2 separate regions of the Lactuca sativa genome follow, and region 1 is linked to region 2. Evidence: chromatin contacts called from public Hi-C data. All regions are on one chromosome and are shown on one strand. The core of a region is the stretch at or near the end of the contact, and the rest is flanking DNA. Distances in the headings are between cores, read along the strand shown. Region 1 holds the start of LOC111895783 (hydrophobic protein RCI2B). Region 2 holds the start of LOC111895778.

The links. A called contact is a pair of places that touch in the nucleus more often than the background predicts.
Region 1: a contact with region 2 is called in a Hi-C map of leaf, with 5 times the contacts expected there. The contact joins the promoter of LOC111895783 here to the promoter of LOC111895778 in region 2. A contact is called at or near these places in 4 of 4 Hi-C or Micro-C datasets (bud, leaf and seed).

What each region holds. Positions count from the first base shown.
Region 1 is chr9:153,205,961-153,212,571 of Lsat_Salinas_v11, forward strand. LOC111895783 (hydrophobic protein RCI2B) reads left to right here and starts at 1,353. Exons shown (of 3, transcript XM_023891848.3): 1 at 1,353-1,524; 2 at 1,731-1,822; 3 at 2,360-2,577. The coding sequence starts at 1,444. The coding sequence ends at 1,814.
Region 2 is chr9:152,864,687-152,871,228 of Lsat_Salinas_v11, forward strand. It overlaps LOC111895778, which reads left to right and starts at 4,328. Exons shown (of 2, transcript XM_023891843.1): 1 at 4,328-4,575; 2 at 5,072-6,542. The coding sequence starts at 4,531. The coding sequence ends at 6,499.

The DNA of each region.
Region 1 (6,611 bases), core at 103-2,602, 340 kb after region 2:
CACTTTAATAACATTTATAAAAAGAAAGTAAATACTCACACATTTATAATACAATTCACAAAAAGAAAATAATTATATGAAAAGTTATCTACGTAAAGTAATCAAACAGAATATTTATGGAAAGTAAAGAAAGCAATTAGTCACATTTATAAGACATTATATATTAAGAAAATAACAATATGAAAGTTATTTATGTAAAGTAATCAAATAGATCTATGAAAGGAAAATAAAGATAATAAATAAACGTGAATTGTATATATGTGGAGGAGGTGGCAATGCAATGCATGTCGATCAAAAAAAAAGGAAAAATGAAAAAAGAAAATGCAAATATTGTGCTGTCGACAAACATTATACGTTACATGGGTCGGTCCGTCATCGAGGTTTGAACAGTGTACACGTCTTCCACGCGCCTAAAAGTGGATTAATGTTTTTAGTTATTTTCTATTTTATTGTTTTTAATTTTTAATAATTTCTTTAGTTCATTTAAGTTTTAAAGAGTATTAATTGAATATAAAAATATGTATATATAATTCAATAAAAGATATATAAGCGCGTAAGTTGACGTGTCTATAGGCGCGTGGGAATAGTGAGTGGGCATCAATGACAGATCGATGGGCTCTTTTTACTTTATTGGGCTGGTACCTGGGTGGTGGGTGGCATGTGGGCCGGATCCGGACGTGAAGGAGAAGATTTTAATTTTAATTTTAATTTTAATAAGTAAATAAAACACCCAACCAGAATTTTTTTCATAAAAAAATAAAATAATTTTATTAAATAATTATATTAGATGTGAGATTTATATATTACATGAGTTTATTTAAAAAGAAATTTGAATATTAAATTCTAAATATTTGAGAAGTTTGAATTTATAAGGAAAAAAATAAGAAAAATATTGACTTATTAAAATTAAAGTGTTTTTATTTTAAATTTAAACAAATAATTTAGATAAATAAACAAAAGAAATAACCAGGTTTTAATTTAATAATTTTAAAACTAAAAAGAAAATATATTAATAAATTTGATACTTATTTATTATTACATCTAACTACCATGTCAAACTTAATAAAATGAAAAATCCATAAATAACATCTAAAATAAAAATTAATTTAAAATAACCATAAAATAAGATGTGACAATATAAATAAAACTGTGACATGTAACCAAAAAAATTATTTATTAAAGAAGATTTATTTATTTCAAACTAAAAAAGAAAATAAAAATCGAAAACGTAAGAAATAAACTTTTGACACCATAATTTTCGTGGAGGAAGGAGGGACTGTGATCACAGAATATGACACGTGTCCTACTCAACCCCTTTCATCTTACAGGCTATAAATTGTCACCAAAGCCTAACTTTCTAAACATCACTAACATTCACATCGGACTCGAAATCGGAATCCAAATCCAAATCGAAGTTGAAATCAAAAGAGCAAGAGAAAGAAGATGGGTACAGCAACCTTTATTGACATAATTCTCGCAATCATCCTTCCTCCCCTTGGTGTGTTCTTCAAGTTCGGGTGTCAGGTAAACCCTAATCGCTCTCACTCGATTACTGTTTCTTAACAAGTAATTCGTCTATTTTTCTTTCTTCTGTATGCATATCGGTTGATCTAAGATAGAATTCTAGGTGAAATTTCGAAATTGTTGATGTTTAGTTCATTACTTTTCGAGGAATTAAAGTATTGAAGAAGCGAAATCTATGTATGCTGATTGTTGATTGTTGATTGCAGGTGGAGTTTTGGATATGTGTGTTGTTGACTTTGTTTGGATGGATCCCTGGGATTATTTATGCAATTTATGCCATCACCAAGTGATTTTTATGGTAAGTAAGAGTTCTGTTTGGTATAATTGTATATCATGCATTTTTTATTCTTTAAACAAAGTAATAAGCAATGAAAATATATATTTATTACTAATTTTTTAACTTCGAGAAAGATGTCGGTTGTTATTGTTCACAAGTGTAACCAAATTCTATTGTTACTTTTTAAAATCCATAAATATCAACGATATTAGTTTAATAGTTTAAGAAACAAAAAAGAAAAAGCTTATCTAACCAAATCCATAAATATCAACGATATTAGTTTAATACTTTAAGAAAGAGAAAAGAAAAAGCTTTTATGTAAGGTTCACTAACTTCTTTTCGGATAATATCTAAATAGTTTCAGCTGTTCCAAAAAAAATATCTAAATAGTTCCAAAAGTATAAACAAAAAAAATTGAAAAAAAAAACATAACACGTGGGCTGATTTTCTCTAGTATTTATTCAAATGAGAATTTTATTGTGATTATTGGAGCATAAAATGGTGATGGAACATTAAAAAGCAAGAAAGATTCTAATTATGTTGTTTTTTTTTCTTTAGGTTGTTGGCATCGGATCGGTTCTTATCAGATAGAACACCCATATTCTTGTCTCACTTGTTGTTTTCCTTTTGATTTTTTTAGTTTCTAATTGATGTGTCGTAATTTTTTTTTCTACATTTGTTTTGGTTTCAGTATCCGATTTGGATACAGTTGTGTGTTGTCCTTGAATGTTGATGTAAATTAGATCAATACATATTATTATGTTACATATTATCAATCATATGTTATATATATATATATATATATATATATATATATATATATATATATATATATATATATATATATATATATATATATATATATATATATATGATGATGTGGATAAGATTTAATTAAATGAATTATATATGACTCTTTGGTTTAACGTGCTCTAAAATGTGGTCTTGAAGAATAGATGATCAAACTACTCAATGCCAAGACCACAAATCGGAAATAAAATTGAAGGTGTATCCACCATAACCAAATAGCTTGTTTAAGGCTATTAAATTTGTTCGTCAATTGAATAGCAGCACCCTCGTCATCGAGCTCAAGATAAATTATTCCAATAAGAATTAACAATCTGATTAAACTCTGGTTCGTTTGTTGATCCTGGAGGAAAAAAGTAAAAGGTCTCATCAATAATCCAATACGACATTTGATTAAAAAGACACCAAGTCTAGCTTGCTTTTCTTACTGCAATTCGATACAAAACGTTCATCTAGATACAAATGCGATCTAGCTTGCGTTTCTTACTACAATTGGAACTAACACGAGTAAGAGAAAATGCACCCATAACAACTTCAAAGAGATCATTTACAACAATAAATTTGTTAAAATCATTCGCCGCCTCACTTCGAATCGTATTAAAGTCACCAAACAACAAATCCGAACCTTTATTGTTGCTGATAAACATTTGAATGTAGTCACAAACCATCTTTTTCTACAACTCCTGGGATGCACATGTTGTAACACCCATAAGATAGGGCTGGATGATTAAACAATAATAGGATAATTATTCGTCATGACGATAAATAGATTTTTCAATGCAATATTATTTAGGGGAAATGATCTAAGCGAAAATCAAATAGTTGTTCAACCGAGAGTATGCATATAGAGAACATCCAAATCTGACTTCATGAGAGGAAGTTATGATTTTTCGAAGTATCCAACGCAACTGTGTTAGCACAGAAACCGAAATTCAAATCGGTCGATCGTTATGAAAAACATTCTAAACGAGCATCGAAGATCTCATTAATAGGTATCTATTGATATAAAGACAATCGAGAATGGATATCGTATACAAGAATTATGATTTTTATACGGATTTTAACAATCTAAGTCTATTAAAAATATAAATTTAAAAATAAAGAGAGAATTAGTTGATGGATTCTAAATGAAAATTGTAGATCTCATTGATAGCTACGCGTATTAAGAAGAAATGATTTTTTGAAAAATCAAAATTTTGCACGCGCGCGAGGGACACAATGCTCAACAGGCTGCCGAGATGGTGTTGTGGACGAATCTGGACCTTATGGCGGCAAGAGGCAGGATCAATGTCTCTTGAATTGTGCGATGCACATCTTGTCGATACATGGTACACACTTATCCAACTATAAATACCCCTCAAATTCCTTCATTTCTCAACCCATACTCTCTTATCTCTCTCTGAAAACTCTCTAGTTCCTGACCACTTTAGCGACGCCCTACGGCGTCAGATAACTAGAGAATAGAAGTTCCCGTGTCACAGTTCAGTCTGCACAATTCCCCGTTTTCATTAAAATACTTTATAAGTTAAGTTGCACTTACTCTGCTTTAAGTGTAACTTGTAATTATACTCATAGTTATTATTATGAACCTATAATTAAGATTTATTAGTAATTTCAAACTCATTATATTGATTGATCTACTAACGAGGATGATGTATAGGCTAGATTTAGCGAGGTGTACATTTAAAGTGGGATTTCCAAACATTATATACCAAACGGACCGTACTTTCGATATGATCCTACATGGTTATTCCTTACTTGATAGATATTGTTGTAAACATTCAGATTACTGAGGAATCTATACTATCATTAGTCACATGAATATAATACCAAGACTTCAGTGATATGAACTTAGGTCATGTCATAGGAAAAGCTAAAGTACTAAGGCGAAGTTATGCCCAAATTGCGAGGCATCCTCTTTTATCAATTGAGTGCATAGTTACTTTCATCTTACAAATAGACATGAACTATTTAGATAATTGAATGCTATATATGCTTATGTGCAAAGATGTTATGTTTTAGGTGAAATATTATAAAGATAAATTTTATATGACTTATGTTGTATATATATTTTCATGAATATAATACATAGGGTAATTAAGGGTAATGATTAGAATTATAAGATGTCATCGTATGATGAAAGTTAAGATACCATAGTATGATGAGAGATGAAACTGATAAGATGCCATATTGGATCGAATGTATGTAGTGAGGAGTCGAAAGTAGTCAGAGTCTGTAAGGTGTCGAAAGTAATGTAGTTTCGACAATCTATCTATATACAAGGTATCTTAGTTTCGACATTTAAATGTCTAATCCTTGTATCTTTTTGTGAGTCGGTTGTACCCTATAAATAGGCTAAGTACATAGAGTAGAGGAACGAACGAACTAAGTGTTATTTGGATTTTGTACTCTCATTTTCTTGTGTACTCTTTAGACGTAATAGATCCAAAACATATCATATTTAGATGTTGTGTCTTCTTACAACTTTTATTGATTGAATCATGTTCTTAATCAATCTCTAACTTGCATCAATTGGTATCAGAGTGGGATTCACTCAATCAACTGAAGTTTATCGTATTTTTTTTCAATTGCTCGTTCCAATTCAAAATATTCTACAAATTGAATCATGAAATTGGTGTTAATTGATTGTATTGAATTGATTCTACACTCTGATTTCTGATCAATCTCTGATTGATTTCCTTCTTAGATTTCTATTTGAATCAAAAATTCTCTTTCTTCGAAGTCCATACAACAATGGCAAATTTCAATATGAACACCATGTCTAATTTCTCTCACTTGCTCGGATCATCAAAAAAGATTCTGATGTTGATTCCAGAATATTATGAACAATGTTCTGGGAGGATGGAGGATTATCTGAATGGGAGTGATGAAGATCTGATGATATCGATCAAAAGATGAGAGCTTTTTCAGGCAATGTTAGTCGATGTTGGTACGACTGCAAGTTCTGATAGCATGATCACATGAAGATCCATGATGAAGGAAACTGACAAGAAATGTATGTGTGAATTACGTGGTGCTCTTCCACCAATAGTATGCAATTACGTTCGAGGATGAAAAACTACAAAGAAAATATGGGATACACTCAAGGAGAAATATCATGGAAATGAGAAGACAAAGACGAGTCCAGTCAAACAATGTGTGCGAGAGTTGGGAGAATTCAAGCAGAAGAAAATAGAATCAATGGAATCATACTATGATCGATTGAATAAATTGATCTTCAAGTGTTCTCACTTTGGAGTGACACATTTATCACTAGATTTTAATCTCACCTTTCTCATGGGTTTAAGATAGGAATGGAGAAATATCAGTTTGATGATCAAGACATAATAAAGCTTTGATGGTTTCTTACTTGCAAATCTATACAATGTCTTGAAAGCATACGAAAGTGAAATCAATGATATTGCTAAAGAAAGTAAATTGAATCTGGGAGGACCGCTGGCTTTGGTGTCGAAAGTTGTTGCAAAGGAATTTGATGTCAAATATGATGAACAAGCCAAAAATGGTGAAGAAGGTTTCTTGTTTAACTCCAATGATGAAGTTGTCGCATACTACTCAAATAACAAAGTAAAGAAATTATTTGAAAATCATTTTAATCCAAAATTGCATAATAGCAATGAGGTTAAAGGAAACATGTCATCTTGAAAAAGTGTGAAGGATGACTTGAAAGTAGAGAAGAAGGATGTTAAGGGTTCATATGAGAAGAAGAAGGAGTTGAAACTGAAAGGAGACTGAGGTTACGACTGTAATTAATGCAAAGGGTCAAATCATTTGGCAGAGGATTGCATGCTGAGGAAGAAAGAAGAGAAAAATGAGAGATTCAAAGACGAAACCTATTACGTGGAGAGGCTTGAAGAAATTCATTCACAAACAAAGAACCTTTCGTTAGTTGATAAAGTAAATGATGAGGAAGATGAAACTTATTAGAACTAGTCTTCAGGATCGGATGATGATGAGATGTGTCATCCAACTCATGGGGAATGTA
Region 2 (6,542 bases), core at 3,078-5,577:
AAGTCAAACTCGAACAACTAAAGAAATATGATTTTTTTTTTAGGTAATGAATTATGACTTATTACATATTTAGTCACTTTTTTCACAAATGATTCCAATTAAATTCATATTTGTTGTTCAATAAATATCATTATAACTGAGTATTACATGCATAACCGATTTACCTTTATGATCGGCTATTGCAGCTATTGTAGGTATAACCGGTTTACCTTTTAAAAAAAACATCAGTAAACTTACATTTATTGTCCAAGAAGAAAACATTAAATTCGTATTTTATTACACCATTTACCGAACTAACTTTTGAAAATGTTTACTAACTTTCTTCTTTTTCGGCCATTATCAATTTTTTGGTTATCTTCTCTAACCAACAAAATTCCAAAGAAGAAAGGGAATACTATGGTTGTAAACGAACTGAACATTTGATGAACCGTTCGTGAACCATTTGGTGAAAAGTTTGTTCATGTTCGTTTATTTAATAAACGAATAAACATGACTAAGATATATTTTTCGTTTAGTTAAACGAACGAACATAAACAATTCTCTCGTTCGTTCATTTACGTTTATGAATGTTCATTTATGTTTGTTCGTTTATTCGTTTATGTTCGTTTGTTTACTTATGATTGTTTGAAATACCATTTTACATGTTCATTTAAAAAAAATTACAGAAAGCACATTCTCCTCCTTCTTATCTTTGTTGACATACCTCATGCCCTTCCTTTTAGATTGCGAAAACCAGCATACCCCACGTTCTTACGATCCTACCTGAATCTTCCTTTTTAAATTGTGTGTCACCAGTACCCACCTCCATTCAAGGATGTAATAGTTATGTTGGAATTTGAGTGTTAAATGATTAGAGGTTTGAATTAAGTTTTAGGTTTACATTTGAGTTTGAATCGATTTTGATGTATGTTGAAGCAGAAGTGGCGGTAGTGGTAGAGGTGGCGAAATAACCAAGGTGGATATGGTGGTGGCATTGGTGGAGGGTTAGTGGTGGCTATAGTGGTAGTGGTGTAGGTATTGGTGGTAGAGCTGGCAGAGGTGGTGGTAGTGGAGGCAGAAGAAGTGGTAGTAGAAGTGATGGTTGTGGCTATAGTGGTAGTAAAAATGGCCTTGACGAAGGTGGTGGGGGAAAGCGGAGTTGGTGATGCCAGTATGTAATATTCATATATGAATATACTAAATTTCATATTAACATATGAACATTACATCGCCCCGTCGCGATGGTACTCCGGAACGCTAGAGTGGCAATGAATAAATATGTGGGATGGATTCATTCTTGCATTCCCAATATTTTTTCATTCTAAAATTAACTTACCCCCACCCCCTCCTCCTCTTAACCAGATCGCAATTGAGACTTCAAAGTTCAATCGTAGCATTGAATAGACATGTCAATGGGTCAGGCTTGGAGTGAATCATCATTGATCCAAACCCTTTAAAAAAAATTCAAAACATAGCCCGACCCGTTCTAATAACCCTTTGGGTTTGTAATAATCTAATCCATACTCATATCCACTAAATCACAAGTATCCACCAAATCAACGAATACCCAACCCATTAACTCGATCTTTTTACATCATTAATTTCATAATTTTGATGTGTGCCACAATATAATATTTCTCAAAAAAGTTAAAATGTCTATTTAAACAATATGAAATACTCAACATCCATTAGAATAAACATTACTTAATAGTTAACAATCAAAATCCAATAGGAATACATTTAATAAGATCCACTCCCAACCCACTACAATAAACATTAGTTTATATATATATATATATATATATATATATATATATATATATATATATATATATATATATATATATATATATATATATATATATATATATATATATATATATATATATGAGACATGTTAAAAGTGGAGCGAATCGACAATGATCCACATCCAACCCATTTAATAAACGTAAATGGGTATGGGTAGTATATGAGTAAATGAATCAAAAATTAAAATCCAAACACATAACATTATTAAAAATTTGAAATGAATTAGAGTGAAAATTCGTTCCATTAAGAGGTTTAATATTAAACAATATTGATATGTTTTCAACAATAGACTATATCTGTTATATATGTTATATATAGGGTAGAGGTGACAATTGTTGACAAGACACAACAAAAATACCCGACACAAAATGAAATTGAGACAGAACTGAAATTCGAATTCATGTTCGTGTTAAGTGTACAAAACACGATGTCGTGTCGTGTCGTGTTCATGTTTAAAATTCGACACGAAATTGACACGATTTAACATTTATTTGTCGTGTTTTTCGTGTTTGTCGTGTTTGTCGTTTGCCGTGTTATGTATGATTAAATATTAATTATATAAACTATTTTTTTATTATGTTATCTTTGTCGTGTCGTTTCGTGTTTGTCATTTTTTGATCGGTTCGTTTTCGTGTAAGTTAGAAAAACATGACATCGTATCGTATCGTTTTCGTGTTACATAAAACATTGTCGTATCAGACAAAAACACAACACAATAATCCGATTTGTCACCCTAATATAGGTTCTATTACTCATAATACAGTACAAGAAAAGTAAAAGACGAATAGTATTATTTATATCATTAATATAACAAAAGAAAATGTTTGCAATCAATCGCACAACTATTTATGTGAGTATTAAATCTTAAAATAATAGATTAAAATTTCGTGAAAAAAAAAATTATATTCATTTTAAGCAAAAAAACAAAAAATGCTATTTGTTTTATACAAAAAAAGGAAGTGGACAGAGCATGATTAGGTATTTTTGTCTTTTAACATCATATTTTCTTAAAATGGTATAAGTTGATTTAGTTTTAAAGGCTTTATTTTCAAAAGTTGGCAGCAACCATAGAATCTTAATAAAACCCTATGCTACATGTTTGTAATAAAAGTTGAGAGGTGTTTGTTGTAATATCGGCAATGAAACAATTTCACAAAGTGTTATATATTTATTAATTTAAAAAGGTGGTATTCGGTTAGGTCCAAGCTGATTAATTACTACTGATCTAGTAGACACTTGTTAAGTTAACCGGTAAAAAATATTGTGTGGTATTAACAACCATTATGGACTAATAGATGAAAAAAAATAATATCTATCAAGTTTATAATATTACAATAGAATAACATATAGTATATAATAAAATAAATTTCATCTAAAAGTATTTTAGTTAGATAAATTATATTTAAAAAGAGAAAATTATGGATTATAGGGCATAATTGACTAATATATTAAAAATCTGATTAAAAGAGATAATGATTCTTACTAAATTGAACATTCTAATAAAATATGTTTAGAAGTATGATGTGCATTCTAAATGAATATGTTTATGAATATGAAATTATTTTTTTATTTAATAAAAAAAAATCTTTCTTGGCATAATATGACACACAAAGACATCATTTAGTTTAATAGCATGCTAAATAATTACATTTCATGAACTAGTTTAAATCAAAATACTAAAGAATCTTAGAAAGAAAAACAATTTCTATTTTGTATTTTCGAGGAATATGATACAAGAAAAATATTCGTGAAGTAAAATATATGAAAAAAAATAAGAATATCTTAATTTTTCAAGAAGTTGAGAGCAACAAAAACCATCATCTTCAATTGCCTATCTCACATGTTCAATTAGAGCAACAAAACATCTTGTTCTTATGTTTTCACGAATCTTTAAGTTGTCAAATGATACTAAGCGTGCGCGCGCGCGCACGCACACACACACACACACACACACACACACATATATATATATATATATATATATATATATATATATATATACACACGGAGAAAGTTCAAACAAAAACAATTATGAAATATAAACCGTGAGAACAAAATTTAATCACATATGAATAGTTTAATAATATGCAAATAAAATGGTTTAATCACATTTGAATAGCTTAATCACATGTGAATAAGAATATTTTATCATATATGAATAACTTAATCACATACGATTAATATATATGGTAAAAACTTTATTAAAATATAAAAGAATTTATATATATATATATATATATATATATATATATATATATATATATATATATATATATATATATATATATATATATATATATATATATATATATAATGAAATGAAGAAAGAAATGGCTTAAGTGCATGAGTTATGAAATAATGTGTTGATCGCTAATTGACAAGGTAGACAACTATACCACCAAAACAAAATAAAGCCGTTAAATGAAATGGTCCCTTACAAAGCTTGTCACTTTGCCTTTTGACAACTACATCTCATTATTTATCTCTTTTCCCTCATCTTTTTATAATTAATTTTAAGGACTCCAACTCACACATAATTGACAGATAACCATCATGTGAATGCCAGTCACTCCCCCATAAAAAGTTCCTTGCTTTTAAGCCCTATTTGTGGTTCTTCCTCTCACATACATTCTCCCACTCTTTTTCTGTTTTCCATTTTTGACAACCTTATCATTCTCTTTCTCTTAATTCACCTTCTCTCACAAGACCAAATCAAACACCAAACATCTCCATCCTGCACCCATGACTACCGAGGTTACTGTAGCCGATCATCCTGCTCTCCATGAGGTTTGAATTTCGGGTTTCTTATTTTCTCTGTTCTTCATTATATGTGCGTGGTATGATATGATTGAATCTTGATTGGGGTTGGTTTTGATTTGATTATACGAGTTCATCTTTAGTTAAACGTAGTAGCGACCTTAGTAGTTATCTGGCTGTCTGTTTTTTGTAACTTCTTAATTTTCTCTTAGTCGAGTAATATGTTTCTTCATGGATCTAATTGGATGAATATCTGATCTAATTATATGGATATATGCTAAAAGAGTTTCTTTATTATTAGTCAGAATATATACACGGATTAGTTCTTTTAGAATTGTTTGATTTGAGGATATCAGGGTATGCCCTGTAAAACAGATCAAATTTCCAACCTGAAAAAAAGTTAGTTCAATAACTCAGTATGCATGGCGTGTACTTGAATAATTAAAAAAATTTGTTATACTAAGATATGGCAGTTTATAACAAACGGGATGAACGTAAATACCATACATATTCAAATATATTGCAGGAAGTCAGCAAAGCGATCGATGGAGATCATGTCAAAGCAGTTGAACAAGAGGTTGAAACTCACAATACCGAAGAAGTGAAAGATTCACCAAACGTTGTTACTTCGTTAGCTGAAAAGGAAGAGCCAAAGATCGAAGACACACCATCTCCACCAACCGTTGAAGTGCCTGTAACTGTAACTGAAGAAACATGCAAGGAAACCATAACTGAACCTATTACTGTTGAAGACGTGAAGAAGGTTGAAGAGGAAGAAACCCCGAAGACTGAAGTGATCGTTGAGGATATAAAAACCGAAGTTCCAGCCGTTGAAGCAGAAGAAAAGGTAACCGAACCCATTGCAGCCGAAGAAAACGTAACTGAACCCGTTGCATCAGAAGAAAAGGTCACTGAACCCATTGAAGCAGAAGAAAAGATAACTATTACACCTGTTGAAGCAGAAGAAAAGGCAATTGAAACCGTTGAAGCAGAAGAAAAAGTAACTGAACCTGCTGAAGTAGAAGAAGCAAAGATTGAAGTAATGGCTACCGATAACGAAACCAAAGTGCCTTCAGTTGAAGTAGAAGAAAAGATAACCGAACCAGTTAACATTGAAGAAAAGCCAACGACTGAGGTGGCGGCAGTTGAAGAAACCCCAGTTACTAAAGTTGAATCGGAAGAAAAGAAGGTTGAAGCAATATCGGAAGAGATAAAGACCGAGGAGACTAAAGATGGCGTTGAAGAGGTGGTGCCGGAGACTGCTGAGAAAGAAAAGGAAGCAACCGCTGATATTTCTGAAAAGACCGAAGAGAAAACAGAAGTTGCAGAGGCAGTGGCGGAGATCGCTGAAAAGAACGTAGATGAACAAGTGTCTGTGAAAGAAGCAGTTCCTGAGGTTGAAGACAAGAAAGAAGATGATCCAGTAGTTCCAAAAGTAGACTCGGTTCCTGCTGATGAGATTGCTATGAAGAAACAAGAGGATTCTGATATTGTTGAAAAGAACGTAGATGAACAAGAAGTTGTTGCTAAAGACTTGCCTGAAATTCCTGAAACGAAAGAAGAACCCAAAGTAGTGGAGTGTGCTAAGGAAACCGAAACTGTAGAAACAAAAGAGGTCCCTGAAGATAAAACAACTGTTGTCGAACCAATTAATAAAGAACTTGAATCCGCTACAACTGATGCGCCAAAAGAAAATGGAGTTGCAAATGAAACTAAGGTAGAGGAAGCTGTTCAAACCAATGAAACTGCATCAAAAGAAGAGAAACCTGTTGATGAAACAAAATCAACTGAATCTGCTCCTAAAGAAGAAGAGAAAACTACCCAAAAGCCATCGATTAGCATTATGGGGAAGGTTAAAAAGTCGTTCATGAAAGCGAAGAAAGCTATCACTGGGAAGAATACCACGAGTCCAAAGACTCCGGTTCAGGAAACTAAAGAAGAGGAGAAGGCTTAATTAATCCTCCGAAACGGGTGGAAAAAAGGAAGAGAATGTGGTA